Regions from separate parts of the Mus musculus genome. Here all the other regions are linked to region 1. Evidence: chromatin contacts called from public Hi-C data. All regions are on one chromosome and are shown on one strand. Each heading gives the region's core, a stretch centred on a gene start, on an enhancer-like site or on the middle of the called end of the contact. The rest is flanking DNA. Distances are from core to core; before and after follow the strand shown.

Evidence for each region. Hi-C and Micro-C count contacts between places; a contact is called where the count stands out from the background.
Region 2: a contact with region 1 is called in a Hi-C map of CD8 T cells, with 8 times the contacts expected there. The contact joins the promoter of Zgrf1 here to the promoter of Usp53 in region 1. A contact is called at or near these places in 2 of 484 Hi-C or Micro-C datasets (CD4 T cells and CD8 T cells).
Region 3: a contact with region 1 is called in a Hi-C map of CD8 T cells, with 12 times the contacts expected there. The contact joins the promoter of Camk2d here to the promoter of Usp53 in region 1. A contact is called at or near these places in 1 of 39 promoter capture datasets (pre-B cells) and 2 of 484 Hi-C or Micro-C datasets (CD8 T cells and regulatory T cells).

The regions. Positions count from the first base shown.
Region 1 is chr3:122,982,986-122,986,059 of GRCm38.p6, reverse strand. It overlaps Usp53 (ubiquitin specific peptidase 53), which reads left to right and starts at 1,613. Exons shown (of 16, transcript NM_133857.3): 1 at 1,613-1,778.
Region 2 is chr3:127,551,917-127,554,990 of GRCm38.p6, reverse strand. It overlaps Zgrf1 (zinc finger, GRF-type containing 1), which reads right to left and starts at 1,502. Exons shown (of 26, transcript NM_197997.2): 1 at 1,336-1,502. It overlaps Larp7 (La ribonucleoprotein domain family, member 7), which reads left to right and starts at 1,642. Exons shown (of 13, transcript NM_138593.2): 1 at 1,642-1,808.
Region 3 is chr3:126,595,502-126,598,575 of GRCm38.p6, reverse strand. It overlaps Camk2d (calcium/calmodulin-dependent protein kinase II, delta), which reads right to left and starts at 1,625. Exons shown (of 21, transcript NM_001346635.1): 1 at 1,072-1,625. The coding sequence starts at 1,136.

The DNA.
Region 1 (3,074 bases), core at 364-2,863:
GAAAGTTGCTACTCCTACCAGTCCTCAGAGGCAGGAATTTAGCCACAGGGTAGTACATTCCTCAGTCTGAGTTATCAGAAAGAGGTATGCTGGTACTAGGAAGTGCTGGGCTTCACCTAGATGATCTAGTGTATTCTCTGACACACCAAAGCTACTCCCTTGTAGGAACCCTTAACCAATGTGGTGAAGATGGTTCCTTCATAATTTAGGTCTGCTCACCCAGGGACTGTTTGAATCTAACCCCCAACATTCACCTCACATCGAGGAACAGTAATTCTGAGTTAATACAACCACACTGTGACCTTCCTAACTACCATTTTTTTTTTTTCCTGGGGGAACAAGGCGTTCAGATCTTGTTACGTCAAGAGTAGGACATTAACATAACTAAACCTGGACTGCTTGTTCCTTGGTCTATTTTTAAGACATATTTAAGGCACTCATGTAAAATACATCCGAGAATACACAATATAGCTGAAGGGGAAAGAGGTGACAGAAGATATATTAAACAACACCTCAAAACAGAGTGCACCCGAGAGGAAACAGTATGGTGCCAATTCTTTACATTTCTAAGAGCTGGTTTCTCCGGCTCCTTCCCGTCGAGGTTTTAATGTTAATGTTGAGGACGGCGTCTATGGCTTCATGTTACTTCTTTTATGTGGTACATAATAAATTCTCACTGATCCCGGGTCAAACACAATAACCTCACTGCATGTCACCCACCAACCTGCAGGGTCTCCCTCATGCGATTTCTTCAGGTAAACTGGAGTCCCCTTTGAGTTTATCTAAGTCAACTTTTATGACTCACGCCAGCTTTGGAAATGTCTTCCAAACCTACATCTACCTTTTTGAGTCATCTTAATCATCAGCCAGGTTTTTTTTTCCCCCCTTTGTTTTGTTTTTCCTTTTAATTATCATCCCAAATAAAAGTTTCCCAGACAAAGGCTAGTCTGGTTCGCAGCAGCAGCAGCTTGCAACTCAAAACCTGCTCCACATCGCGGAGAGGATGCTGCCAAAATTTCTGACAAATACTAACTGGGTCAGCGCGGTTATGAAGACGTTCGTTTTATTAGTGGTCACGAAAGCCCCACTTAGGGAAAATACATTCGCGCCAAAGGACACCATTCAACTGCAAACAGACCGTACCGACTCCCTAAGGGGACCGCCGGGGTGCCGACCCAGCAATGGCTGAAACCCACAGAACCCCGGCTCAGATCCCCGCGCATCCGCACTCAGGCTGCAAAGCCGCCAACCAAGGCGGACGACGGCGGGACGCCCGCGTCTGCCGTGGAAATCCGCCGCAGTCCCCAGCCCACCACGCAGCCGCTCGCCGATCCGCCACGTCCCGTCTCACAGCCCGCCCCGCGCGCCACCCCCGCGTCGGGGCAGAAGCCCGAGCCCTGCTCTCGCGGGATCTCGCGCCTCACACAAGCCCTCGGAAAGGGAGCATCACCCGCGGGAAAGCCGGGAACTCACGTGCGGGGGCGGGGCGGGGCGGGGCGAGACGAGGAGGCGGGCCCGGCGCAAGGGGGCGGGGCGTCCTGACGCGGGGGAAGGCGGGGTCCAGAGACCTGTTGATCGCAGGTGTCACTGCCCAGACCGGCCCCTGGGTCTTGGGCGTGCGCGCATGCTCTGCGCGGGTCTGGCGGCTGAAAGCGGCGGTGTGGCCGTCTGTCCCTGTGCGTGTCGCTTTGCCTGTCACGACGTTGTGGGTGTCGGCGCGAGGCGGAGCCGGGCCAGTGGGACTGGAAGGGCTACGGCGCCGGGAGGTAGAGCTTGGGGTGAGTCGCGGGAGCCCCCGCTGGGCAGAGGGCGGAGGACTCTCGGTCCCCACGGCCTGGCCCCGCTCGGGCGCGCTAACCCGGGTGGCCGCAGGCTGAGGGCGGGATTGGGCCGGGTCGGGATGCGCTGGCCAGGCTCCTGCGGTTCCCGGTGCAGCCCCACAGCTGCCGGAGCACTGAGCCTTCACCAGGGCTCCAGCGTGATTGGCGTTCCTCCTTGGCGGAGCAGACTGGATTGGATGTGATAGAATCTTGGCTTGGTTGGTTTCTCAGTAGCTGGACAGACGGACGGAGTTAATGTTTAGCTTCTAAACGGCGGTTTACGGTACAATTACCAAACTACTCGCCGGCGGCGCGGGGGAACAGGAAGTGCCTGCGCAGGTGTAACCGGGAGGATGTGAAGCCCTGCAATCTGAGCCTGTTTTGAGGTTTTGTTATTCTCCTGGGGTTTGTTTTCTCCGTGCAGATCCCGATAAATGCTTGCAAAAACGTACTGCACGTCCTTATCTGCTTGCGGTCTTCCATAGCTGGAAACATATTCTTTCCTCCAAATATATTTTCAAGGCTACTTTTGAGGTACATGGGCAGTAAACCTAAGTTCTCTGTGGTGAGCCCTGGAGCTTGTTTAAGACCAGGCACGCTGATTTTCACCTTTAAAAGGTGGAGCCAGTGCTGACACGAAGTTATGATAGAATGGATTGGTGACATTGATAACTTGTCAGTTTTATTTTCTGTTGTTTTCAATTCTGTGTCGATGATGGTCGAGGCAGAGATCCCTCATCCTATTCTGTTAAAGAAAAAAGGAAAAAAAAAATAGTGAAGAAAGGGTCTTCAAAAGTAATGTGTGATTTATCTGCTATTGTCAGAAGAATTCCTAATAGATTTTCTGCGGGCAAGAGTTGTATGGAAAATAAGGTTTTTGACTTATCTTTTAGAGACTTTTAAAGTGAGCTCCTTTGGACAACTTGCTATAAACTTACAGAAGTGATTTGTTTAGTTTGTAAATCGAATCAATGTATTAAGTATTTTTCCCAAAGGATAAAAAACAAGAGACCCTCCAAACAAGCCTTTTCCTTAGGATTTTTTTTTTTATTTATAAAGTTGTCTATCGAACTCATGATACGTGGCACTAACAGTTTATTACTTTAAAGGCGTCACTTTTTTTTTTTAAATAAAAGTGCCATTTTAGTGGTAGGACACATTTTCTACTTATTCTTGCCCTTTAGTAAGAAAGCACCCCCCCCCACACACACACACAATGCCCTTACAGTTTCACTATGTGCTCTGATTCAAAAT
Region 2 (3,074 bases), core at 253-2,752, 4.6 Mb before region 1:
TTTTATTTTTCAAAATCATTATACTTACCACAAGATGGCCCCCTTGTGTCTTAAATTTTTCCTGCTAGCGTAATCCCTAGTTATCCAAGAACTAGTTTCAGGACCACAAATATTAACATCCGGCGCCAGCCACTTGAGTTCACATATAAAACGTCATAGTTGTTTCGCATATAATAGGAGCATGCACATATTTTCTAACATAAATAAGTTATCTCTAGATTACTTGTACCTAGTAGGTTGTAAATGATATGCAAACAGTGATTAAACTGCATTGTTCAAGAAATGGTAACAAGCCTGACTTGGTGGAACACAACTTTGATTCCAGTGCACAGGATGCACAGTCAGGTGGATCTGTGACTTCAAGGCAGCCTGGTTGCCTGTCTACCTATAGGGCTCCAGGACAGTCAGGACTAACTACATAGATAGACACTGTCTAAAAGGAAGAAATAAAAATGATAATTTAAAAATCTGTATGCTCAGTACTAACAACTTTTTTCTATTTCCCATCTATAACTGGCTGAATACAGATCCAGAAATTACAGGTACAGAGGGTTGACTATATACCCTAGTCAATATAGCACAACATCCTAGAGCCAAATATACAATATATAATTCCTCTGCAAGGAAAATTTTGTTCTTTCTTTTACCCAGTGCTAGGGGCTGACAAAAGGGACTATATGTAAACTAGGTAATAGTGCTTACATGCATCCAGTCCTTTATGTTTGTTTAAAATAGGATCTGACCATATTGCACAATCCCGTCCTAGCCTCTGGAAATAGCTGGGATATTACAAGCAATATGCCACCACACCCAGGAAGAAAAATCTCTTGGACAGTGCTGCAGCAGCCACTGTAACTACCATGTTAACTATAAGGTCAAATTTTGAAATCTTGAAATCGTCGATGGTGAACTGAATACAGATGCAAAAGCAGCACACATAAGCACACATATCTTCAAGTGGTTCCAGGGACATGACCTGACAATTAGTTAGCAATGAACATTTTAGGTCCTATTCTTTTAGGTCCTATTCTTGATCTATTACGTTAGGAAGTCCAGCTCTGGAGCCCAACAACAGTTTCTATCTGGCCCTCTGCAGTGATGAAAAACTGTCACAATAGCTCAGAACAGCACCGCTCAAACCAGGAAAGTTTCCAAACCACGAACGGCCTGCTAAACCACAAGGAACAGTACAGATCCCTAAAAGAAACATAGCTTCACTTGCCAAGCCTTGACACTTCAAGGTTTTGTATCACTAAATAATAATGGCCCCCTTGGTCCTATGTCAGCCCCTAAAACACCCACAACCGGGATGGGCCGCTATGGTGACCGCCTCACCCGGCACTCTAACGGCGCCTCGTGGGTCGCTTCCGTGGAGGCGAGTCAGTGTCCAGTGCTCTCCCAACCGCGCCAAGTCGCCCGGTCTGTCCACCCTTCTTGCCTAGAACACGGGAGAGAAAAGTCTCCACTTCACCGGCTCAATGACATAAACTCCACTTTCTAATTTCTCCCGCCAACTTAAGTGACGTCATCAAGCAGGGACGGTACCGCGGAGGCCCCGCCCGCCGCCGTTCGCAAACCACCAATGGAACTCCGCGTGCCAGCGCAGTCACCGCGTGGCTCCCGCCCCCGAGATGCTCCGCCTATGACGTCAGCAACGAACCCTGGGCCTCGGACCCGTCTTTCCGTAGCGGGCTGAGAGAAGCGCGTCGCTACTCGAATGACGCAAATTTCCGCCGACCGCAGGGGTCGGGAGAAGGAAAGCGTGGGAGAACACAAGCGCTGACCGTGGATCTGGGGACGAGCACGGAGTAAGTCACTACTGGCCTGCAGAGCCTCTCAGACCCGTAGAGGTGGGAACTCCTCTCAGTCGGGTCTCCTGAGGGCCACCCTCCATCCGCGGTCCGCCTCACCCCGCCCCCGTCGCCACTGTGCCGTTGGTTTGGCGCCGTGCGTTGTGCGCACGCGCAGTTCCCTGGCGGCCCCTGCTATTCGGAGCTCAGTACAGAGGGGGCGGGCCGAGCTTGGGGTTGGGGTGTTTGGGGCACGCCCGGCTGCGGGGGGGGGGGGGGGGGGGAGTCTGTGCGGAAGTAGGGTTGCTCAGAGGAACTGTGGGTGTTAGGCAGGTTGTCTTCCCAAAGGACATCAGTTGTGAGAACTTGCATTCTAAAGTTCAGTCTTTTCTTTTTGCTAGTCCCTCTATAGAAAAAGCCGTTGTAGAAGGGGCTAACAGTAATGAATTTAAGTTCTGAGTGCGTTTATGAGAAATTAAGGAGAAATATGAGTGGAGAGTTCATTGAGAATGGAAATCCTCAAGAAGTAAGACTGCCTTTTAGTAGTCTTTCGAAGCCGGGCGGTGGTGGGAAACCGAATGACTTCATAAAACATTCACACTAAAAGATTATTTGGAGCAAAGTTCCAGACCGCTAAAGGGTTTGCCGTGACTACAACTTTGGTTCTCAATCTTTTGGGTACTCTTCTTTTTGTTTAAAGCCTGGAAAATATTATTGTCGAGTTCCTTTGAAAATTTTACATGTACCTGTGGAAACATTTTGTATGTGATTTTACAAACAAAACCTTTGATTTAAAATTTAAAAAAAAAAAAATGGTCTTTTGCTTTACATCTAGCACAGCTTACTTCCAGATTATCTGTGACATTCACTGTCTTTGGGCAGTGTTGCAACTTTGTAACTTGTTGAAAACATAAAGATGAAAACCATGTTTGCCCAATCATTGCCCCTGACCAGTATATGTTAACATTCATTTTGACTTTATGCTGCATATTGATCTGGTCTTTTCTCCTTTAAACAGACTAGTTCCACTTAAATTTACCATATTCCTTTATATTTGTATAAGCATGATTTTACCTTTTGTTTAAAAGTTTGTCTTATAACATCTCATGGATTCCTAAGATGTCTTTAAACTCCCAGAAGTGTCAGGGAGGTCAGATGAAGAATTCCTGGGACAGCCCAGGCAGTGGTGACGCACACCTTTAATCCCAGCATTTGGGAGTTGGCAAAGGCAGGTGGATTTCTGAGTTCGAGACCAGCCCGATCTACAGAGTAAATTCCAGAACA
Region 3 (3,074 bases), core at 376-2,875, 3.6 Mb before region 1:
TAAGGTGATTTCTCTCTGCCTGGTTTGGGCTTGGGGGGAGGGGAGAGATTTAAATTAAGCTGCTCTTCCGACATACTCCATGTTTCAACAGCAGATCATCTATAAAGATATCATTTTCATTTGATTTAAAAGTGCTCACACTTCCTTTTATGCAACTGTAAGGAAACCTACAGCACACACACACACACACACACAAATGCATCCCTTCCCTGATAGTGGAAATTAGCGATAGGTTTGGGGTTTGATGCTCGGTAAACCAACACTCCCTCCTGACTGAGTCTCTAGTTGCCCCTGTGCAGATCTTCAGTAGGTACCCTGTCCCTCCTTAACATCTCAAGGAAGTCCTGCCACTTCAGTGGAGGAGGTCGTTTTACACAAGCTAGGCTACCCTGGGGAAACGCTCTCTCGGGCTCTAGGGCTTTCCTCTGCCTGGATAAATAAATCCTCTCAGAGACGATGTACACCTAAATCCTAGAATGATGGTGAGCGACTCATCTTAGTGCAAAGAAGGATAGCGGATACATGGCAGGGACGTGGGTTCTGTTGGGTGGCCCTTTTCCTGAACGGAACAACTACTTGGATGCCGAACCAGACTCTCCACCAAGCCAAGTTGAACTTTCGGCATCGATAAATATGGCACCATCTCAGAGAGCGAGTGTTCTCTCGTTAGCTCATCCGAACCTGGGTCAGATCGCAGATACAGCGCGGGCTGAGCAAGAGACATCTATTTACCAAAAATGTGATAAATGTTGCATTTTACATGCATCTCCTTTCCTCTCCGAACACACATACACACACATTCGCACTCGCGTGCGCGCACACTTCTCAGGATGACAGCTACAACTGCAGAGATCATAAATTCACTAAGTCCCCCGTGGAGAGGTGGAGGACCCGAGAAGATGGGCTGGGAATTCGGAGCACCCGCCACAGTAGGGCAAAGGTTTCCTTCCCTGTGTGCCCCACCCGCACCAAGCCAGGGTCCGTCTCCCCGCCTCGGCCCGCAGGCTCTCTATCCCCACGAGGGAGACGAGGGGTCGTGGGGAGGAGGAGATGCCAGGCAGGGACGCTTACTTTCCGAGCTCCTCAAAGAGCTGATACTCGTCGGTGAACCGGGTGCAGGTGGTGGTCGAAGCCATGGCGGGGTCTGGACAGTGCGACGGGCGACACGCGAACAGACCTGGCTTCCCGGGACTGGCGCCGCCGCGCTGTCACCCGGGGCCGCCCTCACTTTCCGTGTCCGAAAGTAGCTCGCCGGCGAGGGAGTGCGCGCAGGGGCGGGGCGCGCGGGGCGAGGTGGCCAGACCAGCCCGCTCCGCGATCCCTTGTCCTCTCCTCCTCCCGCCGCGGTGGCCGGGCCGAGGGCTCCCGAAGGGGCGGGGGAGAGGTGTCAGGAGGGGTTGCCGCGGTCACCGAGGCCGCACGGAGAGCTCAACGCAGCGCCCGGAGTGGCGGGCGGCAGCGGCCGAGTGAACACCCAGCCGGTCGTTCCAGCGGGCAGAGGAGGCGCTGGTGGCCCGCGCTCCCTCCTCTCCACGGGGCCGCAAGGCTGGGAACCCGCGGGGCGACAGAGTGCGCTCGCTCGGCTCGGGCGAAGCTGGCAGCCGCGGCTCCTCCCCGGCGCCTCCTCCCTCCTCTCCCCGCCCAGCGAAGCCCCCTCCTCGGCGGCCCCACACCTCCCTCTAGCGACTCCAGCCGCGTCCCTTCGGGCTGCTCTCCCGCAGCCGTCTAGGGAGACCGAAGGGAGATGCGCGGAGCAGCAGGGAGCGCGCTTAAGGGGACGGGACTGAGATGTCGCAGTGACCCACGAAGGGCGGAAAGATGAGAGACCACTCGAAGCTCCCACAACCCGGATGCCTCTACCCGGGCGGGATGGCCGCGAGGCCGGGGAAGCCGAGAGAGGGAAGCAACCCTTGCATCTGGGCGCGGTTCGCGTTTACTGCTCCCAGACCCGGGTCCAACGTCCCCCGGCTCGCAGCTACTGCCTGGGGCTGCCAGCCTTGGCCACCTCTGCTGCGCCCGGCTGTCCCTTAGCTAGGGGCAAAGATGGTCAGGGCACCACGTTTCGCTTCAGTTTTTACTGTCACGTCTTCGCCCTTCTCTCCCCTTTTCCCGACTAGGGCGATCCCCATAAGCATTTGCTTGATCATAAACTCTAACATAATGAAACCCAAAAGTGCACCACTCTGCCACACCTTCCTTCCTCTCCAGAGTAACTCCCCTGTAACCTCAGCAAGTTCTGATAGTAAGAAGGCTTCTCGCGAGATGTCCCACGCCAGTGGCGAGGGGGTGGGGCGGTAGGAAGGTTGGCTGTGGGTCACGCGACCCAGAGGGGGCTGACGTCATTAGCGTCACGTGAGCGTGCCTAGCCTGTTTCGCGTTGCCGAGGGAGAAGGGAGAGGGAGGGTGGGAGTTCTTTACCTGCATTCTCAAAGAGCAGGCCAAGTAGGGGCACAGGAGTGTACTCCCTCAGTGGCTATCTGGAAAACCATTTAAGAGTTCAAGAACGTGTGTACAGTTAAGCATATCTGACACTGTTGCTTAAAAATTAGCATGGAGAAAAAAAATTAGCATGTAAGATGGGTTAAGGTGTAAGTGGTGGCTAAGATCATTTCTGAGCCTTCTTTTCACTTCTGAGTCTTTAATAAACGAGGCAATTGCAGATTTAGAGGCCTACGGAAAATAGAGACGCATCATGAACTTTTAAAAAATTTTCTTCAGACTGTTGCTTTTTGTTCTACAGCAGGAAACCATAAAATCCTGCATTTCTATTGCTTATGTGCTCGTGCTTAGAATCACATCGTGCACTTAAAATTTCACAGTGGGAAGATGATAGATAACTTTCAGTTAGGGAGCCTGTACATGCTTTTAGGGCGGCTATAAGTTACTACTTTGCAGGTTCTTTTATTCCCTGTTCTAAAGAATGCTGAGTGGCCTTTGAACTGAAGTACTCAGACGGCCATATAATTTTTAAATGCTTTTTTTTGTTATAGATTTTGCAAATATTACTCATACTTCTAATAGCCCTCTCCCACTCAACACAAGAAAATACTTTTTGAATTTAGTCATCATTCAAT